Linked DNA regions of Mus musculus: region 1 is linked to region 2. A link is a contact called in public HiChIP or PLAC-seq data. All regions are on one chromosome and are shown on one strand. Each heading gives the region's core, a stretch centred on a gene start, on an enhancer-like site or on the middle of the called end of the contact. The rest is flanking DNA. Distances are from core to core; before and after follow the strand shown.

Evidence for each region. HiChIP or PLAC-seq counts read pairs in DNA pulled down with a chosen protein or histone mark.
Region 1: a BATF HiChIP or PLAC-seq map of CD8 T cells shows a contact between it and region 2, with 12 read pairs. The contact joins two enhancer-like sites. A contact is called at or near these places in 4 of 484 Hi-C or Micro-C datasets (CD4 T cells and CD8 T cells) and 1 of 115 datasets of contacts at active chromatin or transcription factors (CD8 T cells).

Annotation. Positions count from the first base shown.
Region 1 is chr16:51,671,559-51,677,861 of GRCm38.p6, forward strand. No RefSeq gene overlaps it. Among named protein-coding and RNA genes, the nearest start is that of Gm29686, 310 kb to the right of the region's middle. Within about 2 kb of position 3,718, at least 36 of the 459 cell types and tissues checked have an H3K27ac peak or open chromatin away from gene starts, as enhancers often do. A contact at or near this core is called in CD8 T cells, where this site is marked.
Region 2 is chr16:51,806,140-51,812,480 of GRCm38.p6, forward strand. No RefSeq gene overlaps it. Among named protein-coding and RNA genes, the nearest start is that of Gm29686, 180 kb to the right of the region's middle. Within about 2 kb of position 1,387, at least 40 of the 459 cell types and tissues checked have an H3K27ac peak or open chromatin away from gene starts, as enhancers often do. A contact at or near this core is called in CD8 T cells, where this site is marked.

The DNA.
Region 1 (6,303 bases), core at 2,468-4,967, 130 kb before region 2:
ATTGACCAATTGACATTTCCAGTTACCAAAAGGCCTTGCTCTCGCTTCTGTTCAATGCACAGGAGGAAAACAAACAGCAAATCTCCAGTGTTCCTCGCTTCTCTACCTTAGAGAAAGCAGTTCTTTTTTTTTATTTCATTTTTTAAGAAGTACTTCTTTCTGCTTGCCAGCTTTCTATCTACATGCCCTGTGGGGTTTTCTGTTTTGGTTTTGGTTTTGTTTGTTTTTATTTCCGCATAGCTACTCTGATGGGATAAAGAAGAATTCAGGTGAGGTTGAGTGACTTCTGATGACGTACACGTAGGAATAGTGTTGATATTCCCAGTTTTCTGCATTCCGGATTCTTTTGCCACTGTATATATTTTTAGCAACTTAAATCACCTCTAAGTTCTGTTCTAAGCCATCCCATTGGCTGTGTGCATACTAATAAATTTGGCTTGTGTATGGATAATGAAATAGTTGCATATTCTTAAATGCAATAAAAGTTGCATTTATTTTTATTATGACCTAATAACAGTGAAATGAGAAATTCACAGTAGACTTTATTTGTTTACAGTCATAAATGGCAGTGCTCATATTCTGCATAAGTTGTTAATACTTACTAGAAAATATTAAAGTCTCAATTACAGAGTATATATATATATATATATATATATATATATATATATATATATACAGTTTTCTACACAGGGTTTTATTATATTATTCTGGCTGGTCTAGAACTCACTATATAAATAGGCTGGCCTCAAATATGACAGAGATTTTCAGTCCTCTTCTTCCTGAGTGCTAGGATCAAAATTGTATGCCATCACCAGGCGACAGAGAATTCATTACATTTAAGAGATATAAAAGTTACAAAATGTTCAGTAAAAACACTGTGACAAATTTTTTTGGTTCAAAGTTTTCATCTTCCTCTTCTGTCTTCGAATCATGAAGAAACCTATTTTAATAATTCCTTTTAGTAGTTTCTCTAATATCTAGAAATAATTAAGCTAAGCACACTTACTTAATTTTTTTATTTTTCCTTGGTTCCCTCTTACTTGAAAGAAATAATCAAAGAAGAATCCACAGGAAATAAACAACTATGAGAATCATTATGAATTACTTCTTTAATTCACTATACATCAGCTCTCACAGGTACCACTTACTGCACTGACATTTCTGTCCTATAATAATAATTGATACTCAGTTTTGCCAGTTCAGGGTCTGCCTATGTTTTGGAAAAATGGTATTGAACCAATTTGAAGTCTTTATTAATAAATTTATTTTGATCTCCTCTCCATTTCTTTTTATTGATTTCATACATTTGTATAATTTTAGAAATTAAATTTGCCCATGACCTTAAAGAATGTGTAGGTCATCATATCAAAGTAATGAATGACAGCATCAGCCCTGCAGTTACAATCTGCTGTTGGCCAACTAACTAAAACCCTCTACGGTAGGCTCCCTACAAGATCTACCTACTGCCTTATATTAAAATCAAGCCATAGGAGATAACTAGAGATGCCTTATGATAATTACCACAAGCAGAGAAATATGAATGATTTCCTATGGGGATTATATTCACAAGGCTTAAATATTATTACAAATAAAAATGTACAGAAAAAAAGGATTAACTACATTCACTCAGAATATTTTTTAAGCAAAAGCTAAAATGGAAAAGTAAGGGAGAGGGTCAACTATTCTCGTCTTTGCAAAACAATGATCCTCAAGTCTATTTCTTTGTCCAACAAATTTCCTCAAATATCAAACTTTTTTTTTTTTTTTTCTGGTTGGTTCATTTGCTTGGGCACTCCTCAGCAGCTGTCAAATGACTGCTGGCTTTGCCACAGTGCTTTGCCGAATGCAGGCCCAAATATTGTCCTGGCTCACACACTTGATGTCTCATCAGTAGGAGGCTGCTTAGGACTTTAGAGTAAATGTTTATGGCAGTTTGGCAGGACATAATGTTGTCTGTTAAATCTGACCGTCAAAAGAGAAAATTGGGACTTACGTTTTGATTTACAATTGTATTGTTTTCCAATAACCCATTTTAAAAACTTTATAAATTTATAAATAATTTTATTTTATGTGTATGTGAGTGTGCATATATAAATATTTGTGTGTGTGTGTTTGTGTGTGTATGAGAGAGAGAGAGAGAGAGAGGGAGAGAGAGAGAGAGAGAGAGTTCTCTCCACTCTATGATCCACTCTATGATCTGCGGATTGAATTCAAGTCATCAGGCCTGTGTCACTAGTACCTCTACTTGCTGAGCAGTATGGTAAGGCCTTTTTTCAATTGTGTGTTTAAAATATCAATTGATGACCTTAAATACACTGGAGGCTCTGCCAGATGCTGACCAATACAGATGTGGAAGCTCACAGACAAACATCAGACTAAGCACAGGGACCCCAATGGAGGGATTAGGGAAAGGACTGAAGGAGTTGAAGAGGCCTTATCTGGCAACAATGGGAGGGGAGGCCCTGGTTCTGTGAAGGCTCGACGCCCTAATGTAGAGAAATGCTAGGGCAGTGAGGCAGGAGTGGGTAGGTGAGTTGGGGAGCACCCTCAGAGAAGCAGGGTAAAGGGGGATGGAATAGGAGGGTTGCAGATGGAAACCCGGAGAGGGGATAACATTTGAAATGTAAATAAATAAAATATCCAATTAAAAAAAAAAAAAACGCTGAAGCTTTCTTCATGTTGCTATCTTCAGAATGACTATAGATGTTTGTTCTTTACATAGCATGTCTGTAAAGTAGGGACTGTTTCTTTCAGATGCCACAAACTTTTCTTTTCACTGATCTAATAATACTGGGCAGAAATCCATGAGATTACTTTTATACTGAGTTCATAGGACTGACATTGAGGTTTTATATTAGCCTAGGTAGCTGTCATTTCTGGCTCACTGACAAGCAGGTTTCCTTAGTATTAATGTGAGTTGCACTGAATTAGAGTTATCAGTCTGATATATACTAATCTAGAAATATTTATTAAACATCTATTCAATATTTCGTAATAGCTCAGTCCTCAGCAAGCTTGAAAACCTCACATAAGACAAAGGTAAATCCATTGAGAACAGTTCGTTGAGAGTTTTGGGGGCTGGTATCCCTCAGATGTGATGGAATTCATCTTCATCTGCATGTCCAGGTCATAGCACTGACCATGAACTTCATGCAGACAGGAGCTGATTGATTCAGTGTCCTGTCCAGTGACAGGACATCACAGGACCTACATCGCAAGTGTCAGTTCTTCTTTTGTTTTGTTTTTTTAAAAAATAATCTTGATGGAAGCACTTTTTGAAAATCAAATCAGTCGGGTTGTATGTATTTTAAAAATGGTAAACCTCTCTATGAAAAATTGTGTATTTATGCAAATGTGCTATGAGAATCCTCGTAGTGGAGCAACTCTGAGTCTAGAAACAAGGATCATAGATGATATTTGGTTTCCTCTGAACGTCTGATCTCTAAGACTACATTTACAACTCCCTCTGTGACTTAAGGATGACATCCACCAGTGCCAATTTCAATATTCCCCATCTTTGTAGCAAAGCATTTGATTGTGGCATACAATATGGTAGGTTAATGATTCCTAGACCTTCCTGCATAGAAAAGAGTAATGCTTTAAGAAAAAAATAGAAACAAAGCAGAAAACTGATGTGATCGATAACACAACTACCCCCAATCACCCAGTTTCCTTCCAGTTAACCAAAGTGGAAACTATGAAATACAACCTCAGAAGCAATAGCAACAGCACTTCCTGCCTCTTAGCCTTTCCCAGCCTCAGTCTGTACGTCAGCAAAGTTCTAAGTCTTTCAAAGCTTTCATCTTTTCCTTGCTTTCTAACCTGAGTTTGATCATTTTCTCTGTTATGAAAGATTACATGCTACAGTCATTTCCTTTGGCCATCAATGGGAGGAGAAGCCCTTGGTCTTGCGAAGATTATATGCCCCAGTACAGGGGAATGCCAGGGCCAGGATGCGGGAGTGGGTACGTTGGGGACTTTGGTCAGGGGGAGGGTATAGGAGACGTTCAGAGAGGAAACTAGGAAAGGGGGATAACATTTTAAATGTAAATGAAGAAAATATCGAATAAAAAATAAGAAAGAAAGACAGAAAGAAAAGAAAGAAGGAAGGAAGGAAGGAAGGGAGGGAGGGAGGGAGGGAGGGAGGGAGGGAGGGAGGGAGGGAGGGAGGGAAGAGGAGAAAGAAAGAAAGAAAGAAAGAAAGAAAGAAAGAAAGAAAGAAAGAAAGAAAGAAAGAAAGAGAGAGAGAGAGAGAAAGAAGGAAAGAAAGGGGATGCTGTAAGCAAAGAAAAATTTCCAACATTCTCAATAGATTTAAGAGTTTGAATAAGGAAAAAAGCCAAGAGATCTATTTTATTTGCATTTCTCCTTTATTCTCACTTTCTTTCTATCTTGAGGTATCTCTCTCTCTCTCTTTTTTTTTAACCTAAGTTGATTTCTAACAGGTAAACTTCAGCAGACCTTGACTTCAAGTACGAGAGACTCCTTTCAAAGATACTGTAAGTTTCCTTCACAAATACATGTTTGTAATTGGATCTGTGTCCTTTAGTAATAGTGGATCCAGATGGCTGCTTGTAGAGGAAGCAAGAATTTCCGGCTCTGAGATGGTGCAGTAACAGCCCTCCCCCGACACTCTTAAGTGGGAGGACTGTATGCTTTGAACTTTCTGATTGATTAGGTATTAGAATACTGGTTTAAACAGGCTTCTTTGTCGGGGTATCTACAGCTGGAGCTCTTACTGGGTGCACAGACCCCCATGAGGAAGGTACCAACTGTGATTTTCTTTGGGTACCACAGTTAGCAACCAGTGATTGTTAACTGGCAATCTCTAGTGCATTCATAGCAGACTAGAAGTCATTGACATAAAGTTGAAGGCCCAAGTTTCAACCTATGAACTAATGGATGCTAGGTAAAGTTACCAAACACACAAGGAAATTCAAGATGCAAAGAAAGCTCCACAGTAAACTTTGTACTTGAACTTGCCTCCTAAAAACAACAACAAAATCAAAATATCTCTCTCTCACAACGCCTGTGATATTGGCAAATTATTTATAAAACCCATTATATAAATCATAAGATTGATGTTTAGAATTTGAGACCCCAAGCAGCTGTCCAGTGATGTATCCATTATCTACAGGTACCATCCTCATCTTCTTCCTGAATAACAGGCTACATCAAAATAGAGTAGTAGGAGAATATAAGTCCTAATAAAAACAGTAATGAAAGAACAATAGTAAAGCTTTGTACATTCTGTTTGCACTGAGTTTGGCCACTTAAGACTTTTATTCTCTCTTGCAATTTTGTTCTAAAAGCTCCACATTTTAGTATTTGTGACCTTCTCAATTGAGCAACTGCAAAAGCAGCTTCCTAGAATAGTGTCCTGGATATTTATCTGTGAACTTGACACAGACAAACATATCTAAGAAGAGGGAATCTTAATTGAGGAAATGCCTCCATAGGATTAGCTTATACATAAGTAGGTGGGGATAGTCTCTGAATTGATGACCAGTGTGAGAGGGCCACTCACTCTAAGTGGTGTCACTACTGTGCAGAATGCCTGGCATGGTGTAAGCACACACACTGAGCAAGCCAATGTACATCACTCTTCCTTCTGCTTCAGTTTTAGCTTTGAGTTCCTGCCCTGGCCTCCATCAAGGACTGATGTGAAACTAGAAGTTGAAAGTTGCCTTTGGTCATGGTGTTTTATCACATCAATAAAACCCTGAGACAAAAAATATTTTCAGTCTTTTCTTTGGAAATGAAATACATTGAGGGAATATAGGAGTCCAACAGAGAAGTACCTGGAGGAGGAGGAGAAAGGAGTAAATTAATGGGATAATCCTATTCATTGGGAGCTAGGCACAGGAAATCCTTTTATGACAGTATGTCGAAGAACAAGGTGGTCTCACTAAGGAGAAAGGAAGCTGGAATGTGGCCCACCTCCTCTTTACATGGAATAACCAAGGAGAAACCCACATAAAACTGACACACACAGAGAGAAGCAGACATGCTGAATGGGGGAAGCCCTATAGGGATAAGAGAGTAAAAAGGGTACCAATAGCATTTCCTATAAATAATCAGAAATAGATCTGACACTAAGGGCATTCTGATGTGCAGGGTGTGTACCCATGCCAAATGTATAGCATACTAAAGGACGTTTGGACTGCTATGAGATGTAGAACAACCAAGAGACACTGAAATTGTTTATTCCCCTTGCTTAGGTGGTGGTATTTGATGTGTGTATGTGTGATGTTTTCACGTATATAGCATTTCTTTTTATGTGCATAAACACCAACGCCACAC
Region 2 (6,341 bases), core at 137-2,636:
ATTTTCATTTTGCAATAAAAGCAAGACATTATAAAATATATCAAATTTTTTACGCTAAAGGCATTCTAAAACTATAAAACGTTATTTATGGTAACATTCCCCAATAAATTATCGAGTTACCTCAGCAAGAGAACACAGTCTGCATTTTTTACAAAACACACACCCACACACACACACATCTTTCCCCATTGCTTTTTTTTTTCTTTTATTAGATATTATCTTTATTTACGTTTCAAATGTTATCCCCTTTCTGACTCTCCCCTCTGGAAACCCTCTATTCCTTCCCCAATCCTCCTGCCTCTATAAGGGTGTTCCCCAACCCTTGCCTTCCTGCCCTGGCATGCCCCTCCATTGCTTTTTAAGACAAAGTCTCATTATGTAGCTGTTACTGGCCTGGGACTATATACCATTCTAGCCTCAACTACACAGACACCTGTCTGCCTCTACCTTCCTGAATGCTGATATCCATTTTTCTGTCTTCTGGAACAATCCACACATTGAACAAGTTAAAGGGAATTAATAGAGAAATCCAGCCAGAACCATGAGCTGCATGTTACGTTTTGAGGATAAATATATTGCAAGGGAGTTTCAGAAGATGCAAGAGAAAGCTACCTGCTGAAGGTGTAAAACACAACTTGTAGATTCTCTGTGAGGGTGTGGTCCTGTAGATCATTGGTTCTTAATCCTCTCAACCATGGCTCCAACCCTTTAACGCAATGCTTCATGTTGTGGTGACCCACAACCATAAAATTACTTTCATCGCTACTTCATAACTAAGTTTTTACTGTTATGAGTCCTAATGTAAATGTCTGATATGCAGGATTCCTGACATACAACCCCTGTGAAAGGTTTGGTGGATACCCAACAGGGTCATGCCCCACAGGTTGAGAACCACTGCTGTTGCTTTTTGAATCTTCAAACGCATATTCTGTATTCCTGGGAATTTCAAATGTTTTTCCTGTCCATAGCAGACTGATCTTGATACTACTATGTTTCTTTCTTTTGAAACTCTACCAAAGAGAATGCTAATCTTTCAAATTCCATAAGGTTAAATAGATGTGCAAGTACATTCTGAAGCTGGAATGTTGAAGGACAGATTGTCTCTGCCCCAAAGAACAGCCCATGGGAACATTAGAAACAAGATGACAGACACTTGAGACAATGAAGTCTCGCTGTGCTCACTGGTGACTTAGAAAGTTGGTAAACAAAGATATTTCAGATGTAGATGTGGCATAGGTGTTCAGCCATTGTGGGTGAACCTTGGTGAAGGAAGGAATATGAATCTGAAAAACAGTGACTGAGGTCAACAGAAAGAAGAACTGGATGCAGCTGAGAGGACGTCAGAAGTTTCTAGGGCTCAGCTCATGTAGCAAGATACAGAAGAGCCTAGGAGTCTGAATACGAAAGTAAAGGTAGGTCAAACCACAAACAGGAAACAGGTGAGAATTGAATATCCTGTCTGCTCGAAGACCGGATGTTTCTAGGAATTTTAAGCCTGAGTATAAACGGTGGAGTCGATTTATATTAGCTGGTTTAGAGAATATTTCCTTTTAATAAAATGTTTTGATTGGGTGGCTAAGCATCCTCACGACATAGGGCACGGGGAAGAAATTATGCTACCCCGAAACATCGTCAGTGGAACTGATTATCAGGTTGAAGTTCGGAAAAAGGTGTGGGGATGGTGGGGGAGCCCTGTACACTTCAGTTGCCTTAGAATCCATTTGAAGATGATTTGCTGTTACTAATGTTTCCAAGCTCATCCTCCTCCAAACCGAGGTCCCTACAGTACCGAAGGTCACTGTTCTAAGGTATCAGAGTCAAACTCACACTGTTGTCTTTATGTTCCAGCTCTGAAGGTGTCATTGCAATAGGCCATGAATTATAAGCCATGGAATGAAAAGAAATGTACATATATGATAGTAGGAAATAATAATAATTTGGTTATTTTTTAAAATTACTCATTGGTCTCAAAAAAAGGAAAATTTTGACAGATTAGAATTACAGATAGAGGTTTTTAAACATAGCAACACACTGTTCTTCACTCCCATTTATTTTTCTGCAATGATAAGATTTAATTTTTAATTAATTAATTAATTAATTACATCCCAAATGCTGTCCCTGCCGCCCCCTGCAGAGTTTTTCCCCGACCCCCCTTCCACTCTGAGAGGGCAGCCCTCCCACATATCCCCCCACCTTGGTGCATGACGTCTCTGCAGGATTAGGCATATCCGCTCCCACTGAAGCCATACAAGGCAGCCCTCTGCTACACATGTGTCAGGGGCCTCTGACCATCCAATGTATGCTCTTTTGTTGGTACCTCAGTTTCTGGGAGCTCCTAGAGGTCCAGGTTAGTTGACACTGTTGGTCTTCTTGTGGGGTTGCCTTCTCCTTGCTGGCCCTAAGTCCTTCCCCTAGGTCTTCTATCAGGGTCCCCAACCTCCATCAAATGTTTGTCTGTGATTGTCTGCATCAGTCTCAGTCCGCTGCTGGGTAGAGCCTCTGAGAGGGCTGCTACACTAGGCTCCTGTCTGTACATACAACATAGCCTCATTAATAGTGTGAGAGATTTGTGACTACCCATGGGATGGGTCTCACAGATTGGCCATTCCTTCGTTTTCTGATCAGTCTTTATCCCTGAATTTCTTTTAGACAGGACCAATTTTACGTCAAAAGTCCTCAAAATTTTAGGTCCCCATCCCTCCACTAGAGGTCCTGTCTAGCTACTGAAGGTGATCTCTTCAGGTTACTTATCACCACTGTCAGGAAAGATTTCATTTTGAATGGATAAGCCATATTCCATCCATACACACACACACACACACACACACACACACACACACACACACACACACACACACATATACAATTATACCAGTTTCATTGCTTCTCCTAATTTTATTTTTATATAAATATACAAATAATAAAAAAGTATCTATCCACACTAATCAAGAGTCATGATCAGAAGTAAAGTATGGGACACACCTATAATTCCTGGCTTTGGGCATTCCATAATGTCTCTGAACCTCCTCAAGTCTCTATACATGGACAGACAGACAGACTGCTACATACAAACCTCCTTGTAGGTACATTTTGACTCTACCTCTTGACAGAGGCAGCTCTGTGCCAGAATCTATTTTTACATTGATTCCCACACCACTACAAACTTCTACAACACTCAGCAGGGGCCGGGCACTCATATCCGTGCCTGGGGAGTCACTCAGGGAACAAACAATCTGAATCATCCCACACAGTGGCTCAGGGGCCATCTCTGAAGGTCTCCTCTTTGCAGCTAGCCTTAGATCTGCTTTGACTAGCCCACAGCCAGCAGATGAAAAGACAGGCCTTGGAGTGAGCCTGCTGTAGCTTAACCCTTGGAGGTAAATTCAGCCTTGGATAACAGATTTTTTTTCCATGGAGGCAATATAGATAAAGTCTAGGTCAATTTTCCTTAAAGGCACAGTCCACTCACAACTGTCCCAACTTCCTTTCTCCTACACTCAAATACTAAAAGACCCATGCCTGGACAGCTTGAGATAAAACTTCCCTCTGCTAATCACATGTTTGTGCTTGCAAATGGTAAGCCATGTTAACCACAAACCTCCTGTACTCACAAGACACTGGAATTCCTCCTCTTCATCCCTTCTGACTTTTAGTAAATTGTAAGTTTAGTGGGCATTATGGCTAATATTTATTGTCAGCTCGACAAAGATCCGTGATTATATAGGTGACAAGCCTCTAGGCATGTCTTCGAGAGAGTTTCTAGGCTGGGTTAATTAAGTTGGGAGGACTCATTCTCTTCTCAGGTGGCATCGATCCATGGGGCTGCATTCCCAGACTAAAATAAAAAGAGAAAGCACACAGAGACTCAGCCTGAATCCCACTCTGCTGACCAATGGCAAATATAATGAGATCAGGTGCCTCTTGTTCCTGCCACCGTTTCTCTCTGCCATGATGAACTACACTCACCTCTGAGCCAAAATAAACTCAGTTGCCCTTATCAGGTGTTTCATCAAATGATAAAAGTCACTAAAATGACCCAGCCAACCTCTCTTTCGGTCAGTCTGCATACCTCTATATTTTTTCATGATGGCTCCTGGATAAGAGATCCACTGTTATTTGCATTGAAAACCTCAATCACAAAAGAACACACACGGTATGTACTCAGGAATAAGTGGATATTAACCTAAAAGTTAGGAATACCCAAGATTCAATTCACAGACCATATGAAGCCTAAGAAGAAGGAAGACCAAAATGTGGATGCTTCAGTGCTTCTTAGAAGGGGGAACAAAATACTCACAAGAGGAAATAGGGAGACAAAGTGTGGAGCAGAGACTGAAGGAAAGGCCATCCAGAGACTGCCCCACCTGGGGATTCATCCCATATACAGTCACCAAACCCAGACACTATTGTGGATGCTGGGAAGTGCTTGCTGACAGGAGTCTGATATGACTGTCTGCTGAGAGGCTCTGCCAGAGCCTGACAAATACAGAGGCAGATGCTCACAGCCATTGGACTGAGCACAGGGGTCCCTGGTGGAGGAGTTGGAGAAGGAACTGAAGGAGATGAGGTGTTGCAGCCCCATGGAAGGAGTAACAGTGTTAACAGGCCAGACCCGCCGGGACTGAACCACCAACCAAAGAATACACATGGAGGGACCTGTGGCACTGGCCACATAGGTTGCAAAGGATGGCCTTGTTGGATATCTGTGAGAGGAGAGACCCTTGGGCCTGAGGGTGTTCAATGCCCCAATACAGGAGAATGCCAGCGTGGGAAGATGGGATTGGGTGGATGGGGAGCACCCTCATTGAGGCAGGGGGAGGGGTATAGATAAGGGGTATCCAAAGGGAGACTTGCAAAGGGGAAAACATTTGAAATATAAATAAAGAAAGCATCCAATTAAAAAGAAACGACTTAACTCCAGAAAAAATGGAAAGTACTAGCAGAGCTGGTAGTTTTCTACCAACAGTCTTTGGAGAGAAAAATGCTACAATTACAAAGTAGACACTTTATGACTTGATGTTGTAACCTCCTGCATAAACTAGTGAGGCATCATGTTCAAGTATTTGTCTTTTATGTGAAGAGCTGTTCAAACTTGCACTAGAACATATACATAGCATTATGCCTTAGGGTGATAGTTACACAGAGCGACATGGTTGATTTAACAGTATCCCAGGGAACTATCCAAAACACTGCATTCCTTCTACCACACCCTCAGCCTTTTTCAGATTAGGGTAGAACTACAAAGATGGGACAGCTTGTAGCACTTTGTGTGTAGAGTGAAGTGCACCAACATCTTAGCCTCCTGAACCTGTTACCTAGGTTTCTCTGAAACAATTCAACTAGAATCAACTGAAAAGGGCACACGAGCCCTTATCCAGGTAAGACTGTGGCTTCCACTAGCTTCTGGGAGATTTAGGCACAGTGCCAGTCACTGACAGTGAAGATGAAGTCAAGTCACTGTGTAATAAATTCTTTAACAAAACAAGTTAAAATGTGATCATTTAAACTATTGGAACTCATTTTAATAAATGCTTGATAATTTTTAACACACTTTTGCTGATTTCTCACCTAGACTGAATTGACTTCTGAGTCCTTGTGCTATTATTTACATAGAGTCTCTGATTCCACAGCTCTCCATCCACCCCTGCATGAGGTAACCTGGAGTCTTTCTAATGTGCCTGTTGTCCTGCTATCCAACTGCTCTCAACACAGAGACACCACCATCTTACCTCACCCTGTGTATCCATTGGTGTAGAACCATTATCAGAAGTAAAAAGATGGCACACTCCTTTAGACCCACAGAGCACAGCTGACTAGTTGCTATGTTGCTATTGGAGTTCCAGTTTCATGGTCTTGCTTACAAAGCAGCAGGGGTACTTTAGAAATGATGTAAAAGAAACACAGAGGCTCCAGTACAACTCATATTTTCTTAGTAATCGCAAGCTTGTGTTCAGGTCAAGGAACAGACTGGAAACCCTCACATTGCCATATTCAGGATGGATGGAATTGATTCAACCTCATGACTGGTACTTATTTCTCTGGTATCATAAGGAGCCTGATTATGAGGCACTGAACATTTTATACTTGCTTCTGGGAAGCCAATGACAGACCTCTAAAAGTAGAACTCAGATCAGAATTCCGGAGTGGCAGATCACATAAGGCTCCTGTATTCTTACTTCTTTCTTCAAAGTTCTTTGATAGTTATAAACAGAGGACAATAGAAACCTGGGGCAGCATCCTTCTCAGGTTCCATATATACACAGTTTTTTCTTTAAACTGCCATCACCGTGACTACCTACTCTTTTTAGACATTGTTGTTATTATTTTGCATTATACTACAA